2 separate regions of the Triticum aestivum genome follow, and region 2 is linked to region 1. Evidence: chromatin contacts called from public Hi-C data. All regions are on one chromosome and are shown on one strand. The core of a region is the stretch at or near the end of the contact, and the rest is flanking DNA. Distances in the headings are between cores, read along the strand shown.

Region 1 (6,666 bases), core at 167-2,666:
ATTCCTGTAGTGTAGCACCCTAAATAGTATTTAAAAAAAACTTAATAGATAAAATAACATCGTATTTAGATCCTATAGATTTTGTAATCAAATTCCATATACATGTTAACTTTGGAGTTACGGTTTTAAAGATATGGATCTTTTTTTAAGAATTTGATATGGACTGTGAGTTGATTATCCCAAATATCAGGGGGTTTACTACAAAATCAAAAATCTGACTTAGAATTGAACTGCGAGTTGATTAGAAAAACATAAGGGGTTTTTCTGCAAAAGCGAAAATCCGATTTAAGCCTGGATTGCGGGTTGAATATCAGAAAGATCAAGGGATTTTCTGTAAAACATGTAGTACTTGGGAAAGAATAGTCCTTCCTTTATTAATAGGTATAGAAAGATGCCTCTGAAAAAATCATCGTTACGGGAATTGTTTTGTATTCCCTTGTACTAAATCAGTGACAATTAATATGTATAGGAGAGAGTAATTTTTGTTCATGATCAAAAACACCGTATTTGCTGTGTTTTTTCAATTCAAGTAAAAAGGTTGTAGGTGACTGAGAAAAAAAATGTGTGCACTGAGTGGGCTTCCCCAATGGTAAAATGGATTGCTACTAGAGCACGCGTCTGGCATCGTATCCCTTCGCATGTGCTCCTTGCGACTCGGATGATCAGAGATTCCTAAATCATGTCCTTGTTGCCACATTTTGTCTCATTTTTTGTGGCCTTATGCAATGGAGGTGCGATGGATCTCGACCCTTGGCAGTGGGATGGGTCCTACTCCGTTTTAGGTGTCTCTTTGTCTCGGTTTAGGTTTTGCGTCCTACTTGCGTCAACGGCTTCTTGAAGATGGAATGAGGTTCTCCTTGCCTGGCCCCATCCCGGTGGTACTTCTAGCATCGTCTGAGGGCATTTGGAGGTGTGTCTCTAGCTGATCTCCGAAGATTCGGCCGGCTTTTGTCTTCAGTGAATCTACTTGGATTCGGTCCTCGTTCATCTGCATCCATGTGTCTGCAGGCTGGATACTTTTGAGCTTCTCTTCATCGATGATGACTTTCTCACTGTTACCATAACAAGATTTGTCCGGCATCGGTAAGGGATGACGATGGCTGTACTCCTTTGACTCGTTTCAGTGCCTATATTAGTCGGTAATGGTCTATGGACTTGTTACTTTTATTTTATTGTTTGTATATTGCCGTGACTATGGATGAATCCATTGAAAGTTTTTTTTTTATGTTTAACTGGATCGCTGAATGCATCAACACGTCGACACGCTCTCTGGTTGGCGCGTACACGGTCAATTACCTGCACCAACCAATCACGGTCCGGCGCACCCGTGGACCAGCACCGTGAGAAATTACCGAGCACCGCAGCTCCGGTGGCGTCCGGCCAACTCCGCACACGCGCGCGGACGAGGCCAACCCCGACCCAACCGCACCGGCACGGGCACGGCGAACCCGCACAAGCAACCCCCACCCCCTCCCCCGCCGCGGCCGCTACAAAGCGCCGTCCTTTCCGCACGCCACCGCCACCTCCCTCCCGCCTCCGTCGCGCGCGTGCCCGGCGGCAGCACAGCAGCCAGAGACCACCGCGCCACGTCCCGAGGCGCACGCATTTCCCCAGCGCGCGCCCGGATCCCGAAGTCAAACCCACCGACGCGCGCCCGCCTAAAACTCCACCCCCGAGGCTCGCGCAGATCGGCCCTCCATCCCTCGCCTCCTCCACGCCCACGCCGACGCGCGCGGAGCGGAGCGGACGGACGGGAGCGCTGGATCCCGCGGAGGATCTAGAGGCGGTCAAGCAGCCGTCGCCCCCCGGCCCCGGGGGCCGCATCCGCTACCGCACGCCCTCCTCGCCCGACCTCCTTCTCCTGCCCGCCGACAAGATGCGCCGCTACTCGCAGCTGCCGGGCGCCGGCCGCCAGGACACGCTCGCCGACCGCGTGCACCGCTACCGCGGGGTGCTGCTCGTCGTGCTCGCGCCGCTCGCCCTCGTCTCGCTCGTGCTCCTGCTCATGCCGCGCGCGCCCGCGGGGGCCGCCCAGAGGCCCCTCGGAGGAGGGGCCGGGGCCGCCGGGGCTAAGAAGTACGCCGTCATATTCGACGCCGGCAGCTCCGGCAGCCGCGTCCACGTCTTCTGCTTCGACGGCAACCTGGATCTGGTCCACATTGGCACCGACATCGAGCTCTTCGTCCAGGTAAGGCGACCACCCGTTCGTCCATCGGATCTGGATCTGGTCTCGGTTATTGTCGGCTGAATTCCGTTCCCCTTCCGCCCTGGCAGAAAAAGCCTGGACTTAGCGCGTACGCCCAGGACCCGCGCGAGGCTGCTCAATCGCTCGTCTCCCTCATTGAGAAGGCCAAGGAAGTGGTTCCGGCTGAATTGCGCGACCAGACGCCTGTCAGAGTTGGGGTGAGTAGTTTGTTCACACTAATTGATTTTGCAATCGGTGCTTGTTGATGTTCTTAGTTTCCTTGTTCATTCACAGGCCACAGCAGGGCTAAGAGCGTTGGGAGCAGGAAAATCCGAAGAGATCTTGCAAGCGGTAAATGCTCTTCTATCATATCATCATCATCATTGTCTGTCTTCTATCATATCATCATCATCATTGTCTGCATTGCGGGTTGTTATGTTTTTTTTGTTTTGTTTCAGTGTGGTTTTTGTTACGTTATTACCAATTTGCCATGATTGATTGTGTACCTGGGTGTTAATGTATCCACAAACATGCAGGTTAGGGATCTTCTTCGTGAAAAGAGTTCATTTAAGAACCAGCCGGATTGGGTCACAGTTCTTGATGGAACTCAGGAAGGTGCATATGAATGGGTAGGATGCTGGCCTTACTTATCACATATGCTTGTGTTTCATGTTATTCTAAGGCTCTTGAGTAAAAAAAAAAATTATCACTGCATGTATTTCATTTTTTAGAAGACTACATGCCATTTTCCTTAAGTTATGAACTGATATTTGGTGGTTTACTAGTAAGGTACACGTGCATTGCACGTCAGAACTTACATAGCCAAAGTACGATTGCATATTGACATATCACATAACACAAGCAACTATATAAATTTATAGTCACATATGCATCATGTATGAGATGTAGATTTGATTCTTGTAGTTCATGGCACTGACAAATAAATATAAATCATTTTATGAAGATACTGTCATAGCCTTGTACAAGAAGTAAATAAAGCAAAAGTGAATGTAAATTATTTCAGAGCTATTTTACATTGCTATGCTACTGTAGCAATGGAATTTTTTTTTGGGTGTGTTTTCTTTAATGAAGTGATAAGGTTTGTGCACAATTATGCATTTGATATTCATAAAGTAAAAAAGCAATAGCAATTCATTTAGAAGGAAAAAGTGGGCAGTGTTAAAGTATGGAAGATTCTAGAGCAAAGGAGAAACATAGTGATTTGAGGTTTGTGCATAGGGTGCATTGTGCTTAAGCTTAGTAATGGAATATTCTAGATAGCACGCATGCATGGCAAAATCTTGTGTAGTGAATAAGATATCCAATGACCAACAATGCTTGGATTCGCCAACTTTCCACCGTTGGATTGGCTTCATCCAACAGCCAATATTCAAAGTTATTAGTGTTGTAGATATAGATATATAAAATTGTATGTAAGTAGAGTTCAAGGTAACCACCGACCAGGCCTAGTAGAGGTCAGATCGTGCGCCAAGTAGAGTGTTTAGGAATTATTCATAAGCTTTGCTGCTGTGTTTACCTTCTAGTGCAGGGATATATACCATATATCTCCCATTCACTCTTCTATATTCTTACAGGTCACCATTAATTATCTGTTGGGAAATCTGGGAAAGACGTACGCAGACACAGTTGGTGTGGTTGACCTTGGCGGTGGATCTGTCCAAATGGCGTATGCTATCCCAGAGAAGGATGCTGAAAAGGCTCCTAAACCAGCAGATGGTGAAGAATCATACGTGAAGAAGCTTTTCCTTAAAGGGACAACATATCATCTTTATGTCCACAGGTTGATATTATAACTTCTGTTAGCTTTTTGCTGTTCCTCCTGTTTAGCTGAATTATTGTTCTGGTAATTTGTGAACCCTCTGCCGATGTTTCTAAGCATAACATGAATTAACAATTATCAAAAACTATTTAAGCACCTGGTGGTGGTACTGTCCTGCACATCTTGTTTATGTCTAATTGGATTGATGAGTCATAAATCACTGAAAGAAGAAAAAATGTGTAACTATGTAAGAAACAATCATGTCACTGCAATACATTAATGACATAAAATAATTCATAATGGGAGTGTGAGAAATTTCATGATGATCCCAATTTAAATGTGTAAAAATCCATCAGTAAAAACAGCTGAGTAATCTCAAGAAAAGCATGACTTTATTTAACACTGTTTCAAGGTAACTGCATTGTAGACAAACATATTGCCATCGGTTCAACCAATACCTAATCTGAACTGACTTTAGTCATGCGTCGACTTGTGCTCTGCGGGGTAATAAGTTTTTGGTGTATCACTAATGGAAGTGACATCACATGATTATTCTCGTCCAAGGTATCATGAGTTTAAATCATGAATATAACTGTGAACTTTTGTTGCAGTTATTTGCGCTACGGATTGCTGGCTGCTAGAGCAGAGATCTTAAAAGCTGGCAATGCGAATGGTTACAGCAACTGTGTATTGGCTGGACATCAGGGTATGACTGCTTTCTTCTGCCTTACTGTTCTAGCAGCAACTGTGTATTGTCTTTTTCATCTGCATCTTAAAAGTCTAGGTTAGTTCCCAGCCCATTCAGTGAAGTTTGTTCCCCAAAGAAGTCAGCTTTGCTATCTTGTGAAACAAACTCAGGCTTACAGTAGGACGAATTCCTCAAATTTGTTTTGTGTACATTACCATTCTCTACAGGACAAGCCATCTTATTTGTTCTGCTTGTTAGTCTTTGCCGCTTATCATCCTTTCTGTTAAAAGTACTTGTATTACCATGTACTCCCTCCGTCCCATAATACAAGAGCGTTTTTGACACTAGTGTAGTGTCAAAAACGCTCTTATATTATGGGACGGAGGGAATATTACTTACTTTGTATTATGTCCATAAAAGCCCATAGCCAATACAAACCACGAGCAGACTATGACCTGACATGCTTGTTTTCATTGTGCTGATCATAGGACTCTATTCTAATGGCATTTATGATTTTAGGGCAATACAAGTATGGTGGCAATACATTTGAAGCATCGGCTGCACCTTCTGGCAGTAGTTTTTCGGAATGCAGGGCTGATGTGGTGAAAGCTCTTAAAGTAGATGAGGCATGCACTCACATGAAATGTTCCTTTGGTGGCATTTGGAATGGTGGTGGTGGTGCTGGCCAGAAGAATCTCTTTGTAGCGTCGTTTTTCTTTGACAGGGCTGCTGAGGTAATTTATGGAACTTCTGATTCTAGCACTGTCCTCCTTTTGAAGATAAATTTCACCTTGCTACTCTTTCTCATAATGCACTTCTAAGCATTCCGTAATTCCTGTTCAGGCTGGTTTCATTAACTCCAATGCGGCTGTTGCCAAGGTCAAACCCTCAGACTTTGAGGAAGCTGCCAAGCGTGCTTGTAAATTGAACGTGAATGACGCCCAATCTAGCTACCCTGGTGTCCAGAAGGATAACGTTCCATACATTTGCATGGATCTTGTTTACCAGTACACACTGCTCGTGGATGGATTTGGTAAGAGGCTCAGCGCAAAGTAAAAATGTCCATAATCGTGTACAACTATCGCAGATATATCTAATGCTTTCCGCTTTCCATCTTGCAGGTGTTGATCCCCAACAAGAGATGACATTGGTAAAGAAGGTTCCTTACAGCGACGCGCTTGTGGAAGCAGCGTGGCCACTTGGAAGTGCCATCGAGGTTGCATCATCATCATAGGCAGCGCCAGTGTAGCAACAGAAACATCAACGTGGGAGCATGGACATGGCCACCGTAGAAGTTTTGGATTCTGGGGGTTTCGACTTGAGCCGGTTCTGTCTGTGCTTCCCCCCTGAAGTCGCCATTTTGTCACCCGGTCAGTCCAGTTCGTCCAGCCCCCCTCCCATACAGTATAGGTTCATACGCAAGGACATGAGGATTACGGCACCAATTGTACTGCAGCCAGACGCCATTGGAAGGCGCATTATTATTTTTGTACTGATGATGAGAGTAGGCGAGAGCATTCCATTCTTTCTGACTTCCACTTGAAATGGGCATAAACACATTGTTCACTTACCGTAAATGCATTCTTCGTTGCCATATTTTAAGCTCTACATTGTGTGATTGTCTGCCGAGTACGTGGCCTCAGGGCGTTCAGATCGGCATTACACCAAAACTCGAGATCATTCATCAGTTAGCCTAATCGAATTAGGTTCCTCTTAATGAGGTCGGAGTCCGACTGCATATACAACCTGTATCAGCCCATCCTCGTAATAGGGTGCACGGTTACCAACAAAAGGATGCAACAAACATGGATGATCGTGCACATGTGCCAGCATGGACTTCAAAGTGTAACAGAGGATGCAACGAAAGAAGAATCAACAAAATGATGGGAGTACGTTTCGGTCTGCAAGTGCCGGGCGAAGAATCGCATGTGCCACAATACAGTGTGGATCAAGATATTTTCTTTGGAGACCAATGTGGATCAATCAAGATCCTAAAAAGAAGAGCAGAGCATG
Region 2 (7,519 bases), core at 690-3,189, 190 kb before region 1:
TGTGTAGTTAGAAAACACTTATGTGCCTGTAGCTACCTCATTCAGTGAAAGATTAAAGAAACAGTACATATTGCCACATTAAACAAACAAATTGTACAACTTTAGAGTGTCCGTTCACTAAAGCTTTGATTGTAGCAATATATAGGTTGAGCTGAGATAGTACTCTCTGCACCATAACAGGACGCTTGTGTGAAACTGAGATGGGGTTTAGATGTGAACATAACAAGCAGGGAATGGATTGTCTACTCTAGTTACTGAAGCATCTAGTTACTGAAGTAGGGACTGAATCATGGACTGGATTGTCTACTCTAGTTACTGAAGCATCTTTCAGACATACAACTCATTGATTCGTTTTGCATTTCTAGTCTAAGGTTGCTCTTTATAAAGGTCAAATTAATCACTGGGCAGAGCAAGTCAATATGCTGATGGTACTTACACAACACTGGTGCTCCTATGGCGGACCCATTGACTGACAGAGCAAACAAAGATTAAAACATACCAGCACGACTAAGTTATTAATTAAAACATAACACATAATTGCGCAATGTACAGGCTGACAACTAGTCACTCACTGCTCACTAGCCAGTTGAGTGACTGACACTTGGATCATTCAGAGCTGAGAAATACCTGATACCGAGGTTCCTCCTCTCTGTAAACATCATGGTAGCTTTGATTGGGAAACCAAGTAGGTTCATCCGAAACAACATTAACACTGTAAGACTGTTCGTAGGATGTGTCATACGAGCCATACGTAGAATGGGCATATGCATACGTATCCTCTTTTGCATTGTCGTACGAAGATAGCCACTGTCTCCGAGTGCAAAACAATGAAGGAATCGGTCAATATAATACTGACAGAGGAAGATAATACTAGTATGCCAAGTGAGTATACTAAAGCAAGATAAACTGAAGAATGACGCGGTGCATTTCCTCACATTGCTCTGATCGTGCGTCTCGCCGGCGTCGTGCCACTGCACATTCCCAATTGCCGGCACCTCCGCATGGTCGTGCCACTGCACATTCCCAATGGCCGGCACCTCGCCGTGGTCATGCCACTGCGCATTCCCAGTCGCGGGCACCTCGCCAGCGTCGTGCCACTGCACACTCCCAATTGCCGGCGGCGGCACCTCGACGACCACGGCGTCCTCCACTCCCCCCTTCTTGTTGGCGTACACGGGGACCCCGTGGCAGTCGGTCCCGATCCGGCGCTCCCCGTACCCGTCGGCGTGGCCGAAGAGGAAGTCCAGCCCGCGCATGCACTGCCTCCAGTAGTCGCGCGGCCCGCCTCGCGAGTGGCAGCAATGCGACCCCGCCGCCAGGTACGGCCAGCGCCGGAACACCTCCGGCGTGGGGTACACCGGCGGCCACCGCGGCGCGTCCCCGTAGTCGTGCGGCTTGGGCCAGTAGAACGGCTCCGCGACCGGCACCGGCATCGGCACCGGAACGGGCGAAAAGGGCGGTGTCCTCGCCGGCTCTGGCGATGGGGCCGGCCGAGGCTTCGCGGGCGAAGACGGTGCCGGCTGCGGCGTGGCGGGTGCAGCAACGGGCGCGGGCGCGGGCGGCCGCGGAGAGGAGCGCGCGGGGGCGCCGGCGGGGGAGGAGACGGGGTAGCACGTGGAGGTGGAGGGCGGGAGCGGGGCGCCGTAGGTGGCGGAGATGTCGTAGCCGCCGCCGTAGGGGTGCGGGTTGTACTCGTAGAACTCGTCGTCGTCGATCTGGCCATCGTCGTCGGCGGCCGCCATGGAAGAGCGGTGGTTACGGATGGCTGTGGCGTGGGGTGGAGAGTGCCAGACTGGGGTGTGAGCGAGGAGGCGAAGTGGGAGCAGACGAGTGCATGTGCGGGGTGGGGGGCAGCTGGTGGCTTGTTAGTTTCGGGTGATCGCGACGGCGAAGCGGTGGAGGCGGCGTTTGGAAGCCACCGCACGGTTGGGACGGGAGGAAGATGCCGCCGTAGCATTATTGCGCACCGAGTTCGAGGGCGTGCGATCAGAGTGGGACAGTGGGTGAGGTGAGAGTGGTAGTAGGCGTATTTTTTGGCTGTTTGGCACCGGGATCAAAGTCAGGGATAGGTATCGGCCAGTGGGCCTGTGATACCCATTTCCTGATTTCAAAATCATCAGAATGCCTATTTTTACATTTCCAAAATTCTGAAAAAAATGCAGACATACATGGAGGCATAATGTGCATGTGTTTAAATTTTCAGAACAAAATACATTGAAATGAAGGCTGTGAAAAAAAAACAAATCTGGGCCTTTTTCACACATGATGCTATTCATCCTCAAAGTCCAGAATTTTGTCTCTTTTGTACAGGTCGCATTTCAAGATACTGCATCTTGAATTTTTGCGCACGCATACATTTTTTTCTTGTATACTTGCATATTTTCTTCAGATCTTTTTGAATCCAGGAAGTTTGAATTTTGCATTTAAAAAAAATAAAGGGCTCCATGGAGCTCGGTCACCAACAGGCCCTACTCATTTTTAGCCCTTTTCTCTCGAGCAGCATGGGAGAAAAGCTATATGGATTGTCTAAAAAAACCTATATGGTAATGAAGATTCATACGATAAAACACCCAAATGATAAGTGTCACACGTGTGGCATAAAGCGCTCCCGCCTTGACGTTTTTTAAACTAAAGTTGTCATCCGAAAATAAAAAAACCAAAAAATAACTGAAACTTGTCATCCGAAAAAAAAGTTGCCATGCTTGACAACTAAAATTGTCATCCCCGCATCCAACTTGCCATCATAACGTTCGGAGTTGCCACGTGCTCGTGCCACAGGTGTGGCACTTATCAGGTTTCTAAAACAAACCATAGGGTTGAATGGAAATTTCTGAAGAACACAATGTTGAGGGCAACTTATTATAGCATGTGTGACCTCTAATTAATTACATGACAAGGTTCACTCGACAGAAAACAGACATTATAAACCCAATAACATGTTGTGGCGGGGTCCCTTAGAGCATCTATAGTCGGGCACCCCAAACCGGCCTCAAACGCCCGGGCGGCCCGTCCGGTTACTGACCGGTCATGAAAACCTGACCCAGACGGGCACCTCAAACGGGCCTCAAACGCCCGGGCTGACTGGCACCCCTCATATCAGCGGATATGAGGGCCTCCGGGCGCGTCTGCCACGTCAGGCCGGCCCACCCCGACCCCGCAATGTTGGAGATATGCCCTAGAGGCAATCGTGTATGATGATATTTCCTATGTGTTTATGAATAAAGATGGTCCTTGGATGTAATCAATGATACTTGTTGGCAAGTATGTGACTTGTCCATGAGATCTTGTGTTGTATGATACATCCCAAATTGTCCCTAGTTGCAAGTGACGTGTGGGCACACGTCGGACTAGACTAGCATATGACACGGTGGATGGCTTGGTCTCACTAGCCATGGAGCATTGGATGCTAACCGAATAATATTGACTCGGAAGGATCTGGTCGGATTCGACGTAGTCGGATCCGAGTCGAGATAAGGTCCGAGTTGGACAGACCCAACTATGAGACGCAGCGACATGTCATCTGTGAGTCTCTAGTACAACATACGTTCTATGTCCTATGACCTGAGCTGGCGTATGTACTCGGGATGGTGATAGACTTGCTTTGGGCTGACCAAATGCTACTCCGTGATTGGGTAGTTACAAAGGTAGGTTTCGGGCTTGTCCAGACCCATGCTGCGAGACATGGTCGAGCAAGATGGGATTTGCCCCTCCGATCAGGAGAGATATACTCTGGGCCCCTCATGTGATCCGACCAGGAGAAGCATGGCCATGCGACAAGGATTATGAGATAATCCGGATAGTGGTCGGCATCACTGGAACGAGAAAGAGGTCGGGCTAGCACAAGGATGACAATCTCGCCTTGAGCCCAACAACATATATCGTGTGGCAAAGGGAACAGAAGTGTGACATGTTGTACAGGTTCGCCTAACCAGCTTCATAGTCTGCTTGGTGTTCGGCATGCCTTGCTAGAGGCTGCTGCCAACCGTGCAGTTTGGTGGTGATCCGAACTGCGACCAAGCCGGCTTGTCGCGCGCTTAAGGGAAGGAACCTACGAGGTCGGATCCGAGGACACTGGTCGGATGTGATCCGAGCTGTATTCGGATTGTGGCCAAGTAGACTTGTGGGCTTTAGGATCTGTGCGAGGCCCAAGAGTTGAGCCCGCGACAGATGCCTATATATAGTGGAGGTGCGACATACTTATTCGATTGATCGCTTCGGCGTTGTCACTAGGATTTGCATGTGTTGCGAATAGATACCTCCACTCGCCGCCGGTTGTGTGATCGGACCTAGCAGTCCGCGCACGATGTTCCTCATGCACGTGCGGATACCGTTAGAGGCGGTGCACTTGCGCCGCTCCGGTGAACCTGTACGAGGGATCCGACTACCGGCTGTTCGAGGGAGATCGGACGAGAAGGAGACGATCCACGCGGACGCGCTGCCCCAACTCTTCTTCCGCTGCATGGCACTGCGTGTCTAGTGGTAACAATCTGTGATCCATTCCCGTAGCATGTTCCTGGATGTTCTGCGCGTAGAAAATTTTAATTTGCAGTCGACGCACCCTACCATAGAACCCAATAGTGGTATCGGAGCCTCTGCTATAGGATTTGGATTCAGATCGTATGCATATTAGATATGTGAAGGCGGCAGATGAGATCTGTTGTCGTTGATGAGATCTGCTGTGTGCACGGTTGATGAGATCAACTGCACATGGGGATCGATGTGGCTATGTTTTCTGTCAATCAGAATCGATGAGGTCGTGACACAACCTACCCCTACCGGTCGGTATCCGCCATCGGGGTTAACAGTGAAACGTAAATTGGAATCGGACTCGCGATGATCGATGAGATCGGTCAGATCAGAAAATTCGGCGTGATCGGAGTTCAGATGCGATCTGTTATTTCCGAAAACGTTGGGCGCTACCCCTTCGAACCCCGCCCGCTAACCGGCTAGCGGGACCGCCATGTGCGTAGCGCCTTGTATTTCGTACACGATCACTCAAACCGGTAGAATGCGATTCTATGCATAACTTTATTTTGCAGGGTTTGATGTGAATAGTATGGCTCATATGTATGTGATGCATGTGTGTAATTTATACATGGCCTGCATGTCATGTTTGTCAGCCGACAGGAGCCAAAGTACTGTCATTATAATGTATAACGACCTGCGTGTCGACTTGTGATTCTCTGTAAAATTCATCACTAGTTGTAGTAGTTGGATTATAGAGATCAGGTTGGTGGCTTGGCGTCCCGGCGTGACAAACAAGATGGAGTTCCTAGTCGGTCATCGGAGTCGGAGCTGACCTGGAAGAACGTCCAAGGAGGAGCCATACTATTCACAATATATGTTTATTTGTGATTGTTATGCTTCTTGTTTTCTATGCATGTTACAATGGTAGAAAGATCCCTCGTTAATATCAAGCAATTTGCCATTCCCGATGTTGCACCTTCGCACGTCAAGTACGTCTAGTAGTGGGCTCATAAAATTGGGGTGCTGCTGGGTGTCCTTGAACTGAAGGGTTCGTGTCGGACACGGACATGCACTGCATCAGGTTAACTTGACAAGGCTATCAAAACGGTTTTGGGCCTTGTGGCAAAGAAGGCTGGGAGCCGGGGTATAATATACCTACCCGACCGACAGAAGTCGTATAGAGATACGATTAGCAAGGAGTTGCTTACCGGATAGGTAAGTTGGCTAGCAGTGATGCTAAAGCTCACTAGTCGCATGCACTAGTCGGATCCTGAATCACTGAGAGTCTGCGGAGGGATGCTGACTTCAGTGGGAGTATTTCTATTTAGGCTTGAATTACTCTACATAAACACATTGCTTAGTGATTGTATATTTTCTGTTGTAGATCAATGGCACCACCTGCTCAACCGAACTTTGCATTGAAATCAATTCTGGAAAAGGATAAACTGAATGGAACAAACTTTACCACCTGGTATAGAAATTTGAGAATTGTTCTCAAGCATGATAAAAAGGAACATGTTCTAGAGGATCCACTTCCAGAGGAACCTGCCGATAATGCTAATGCCACAACTAAGAATGCCTACCAGAAACTCGTTGATGAATCAACGGAGATCAGCTGTCTGATGCTGGCTTGTATGGAGCCCGATTTGCAACAGCATTTCGAAAATGTTGAGGCTTACGATATGATCGAGAGTCTCAAGAGCATGTTTCAGACACAGGCTAGAACCGAAAGGTTCAACTTCTAGCGATCCTTGATGGATTGCAAGCTAAAGGAAGGTGATCCACTGAGCCCACATGTGATCAAGATGATCGGATATGTGCAAGCTTTGGATCGGTTGGGCTTCCCGCTCTTGGATGAGCTGGCTACAGATGCAGTTCTGGGTTCTCTTCCGCCTAGCTATGGGACGTTCATCTCGAACTATCATATGCACGACATGGATAAGAAGCTCACTGAATTGCATGGGATGCTTAAGGTGGCAGAGCAAGATATTAAGAAAGGCACGCATCAAGTGTTGATGGTGCAGAACTCGGCTAAGTTCAAGAAGAGTTGGTCCAAGAAGAAGGCTAATGCAAAGGGCACGGAGATGGTAACCTCCGCCGCTGCACCAAAGTCAGGACCGGACTCAAAGACCATTTGCTATCATTGCAAGGAAATTGGTCATTGGAAGAGGAACTGTAGCAAGTGGCTTGCCGAGCATGGCAAGAAGGCCGGAAATGCTTCTTCAGGCAAAGGCACACTTGTTGCATATGTTATAGACTTTTACCTTGCTGACATACCTAGTAGCTCTTGGGTATTTGATACCGGATCGGTTGTTCATATTTGCAACTCGATGCAGGGGCTGGTAAGAACTAGGCGTGTGGCACAAGGGGAGATTGACATCAGGGTCGGCAACAAAGCAAGAGTTGATGCATTGGAGGTCGGCACGATGCAGCTCCAGCTTCCTTTTGGATTTATTTTGGAATTGAATAATTGTTATTACATTCCTTCACTTAGTCGGAACATTATTTTGCCTCATGTTTGATGAGTCAGGGTTATGAATTCAATTTAAAGGACAATGGTTGTTCGTTTTATTTGAATAGTATGTTCCACGGCTATGCACCCATTGTTGATGGGCTATTTATATTGAATCTAGAACATGAACCGGTCTATAACATGAATGTCAAGAGGCATAAGCCTAATGAGATAAATCTGACGTACTTCTGGCATTGCCGGCTTGGACACATTAGTCTGAAACGCATGAAGAAGCTCCATGATGATGGGCTCCTAACTTCGTCTGACTTAGGGTCGTTCGAGACATGTGAATCATGCTTGCTAGGCAAGATGACTAAGTCACCTTTCGCAAAGAGTTGCGAGAGGGCGTCCGAGCTGTTGGAGCTTATACACAGTGATGTGTGTGGTCCAATGAACACAACCGCCAGAGGTGGCTATCAGTACTTCGTAACTTTTACCGACGACTTGAGTAGATATGGATATATCTATTTGATGAGGCATAAGTCGGAAACGTTTGAAAAGTTCAAAGAGTTTCAGAACGAGGTTGAGAATCAGCTCGGC

What was found. Hi-C and Micro-C count contacts between places; a contact is called where the count stands out from the background.
Region 2: a Hi-C map of leaf shows a contact between it and region 1, with 7 times the contacts expected there. The contact joins the promoter of LOC123051530 here to the promoter of LOC123051528 in region 1. A contact is called at or near these places in 3 of 5 Hi-C or Micro-C datasets (all in leaf).

What each region holds. Positions count from the first base shown.
Region 1 is chr2D:57,167,142-57,173,807 of IWGSC CS RefSeq v2.1, reverse strand. It overlaps LOC123051528 (probable apyrase 2), which reads left to right and starts at 1,416. Exons shown (of 9, transcript XM_044474421.1): 1 at 1,416-2,188; 2 at 2,275-2,403; 3 at 2,480-2,536; 4 at 2,722-2,814; 5 at 3,781-3,986; 6 at 4,577-4,671; 7 at 5,173-5,387; 8 at 5,497-5,686; 9 at 5,775-6,249. The coding sequence starts at 1,877. The coding sequence ends at 5,887.
Region 2 is chr2D:57,355,437-57,362,955 of IWGSC CS RefSeq v2.1, reverse strand. LOC123051530 reads right to left here and starts at 1,939. Exons shown (of 6, transcript XM_044474422.1): 1 at 936-1,939; 2 at 628-807. The coding sequence starts at 1,742.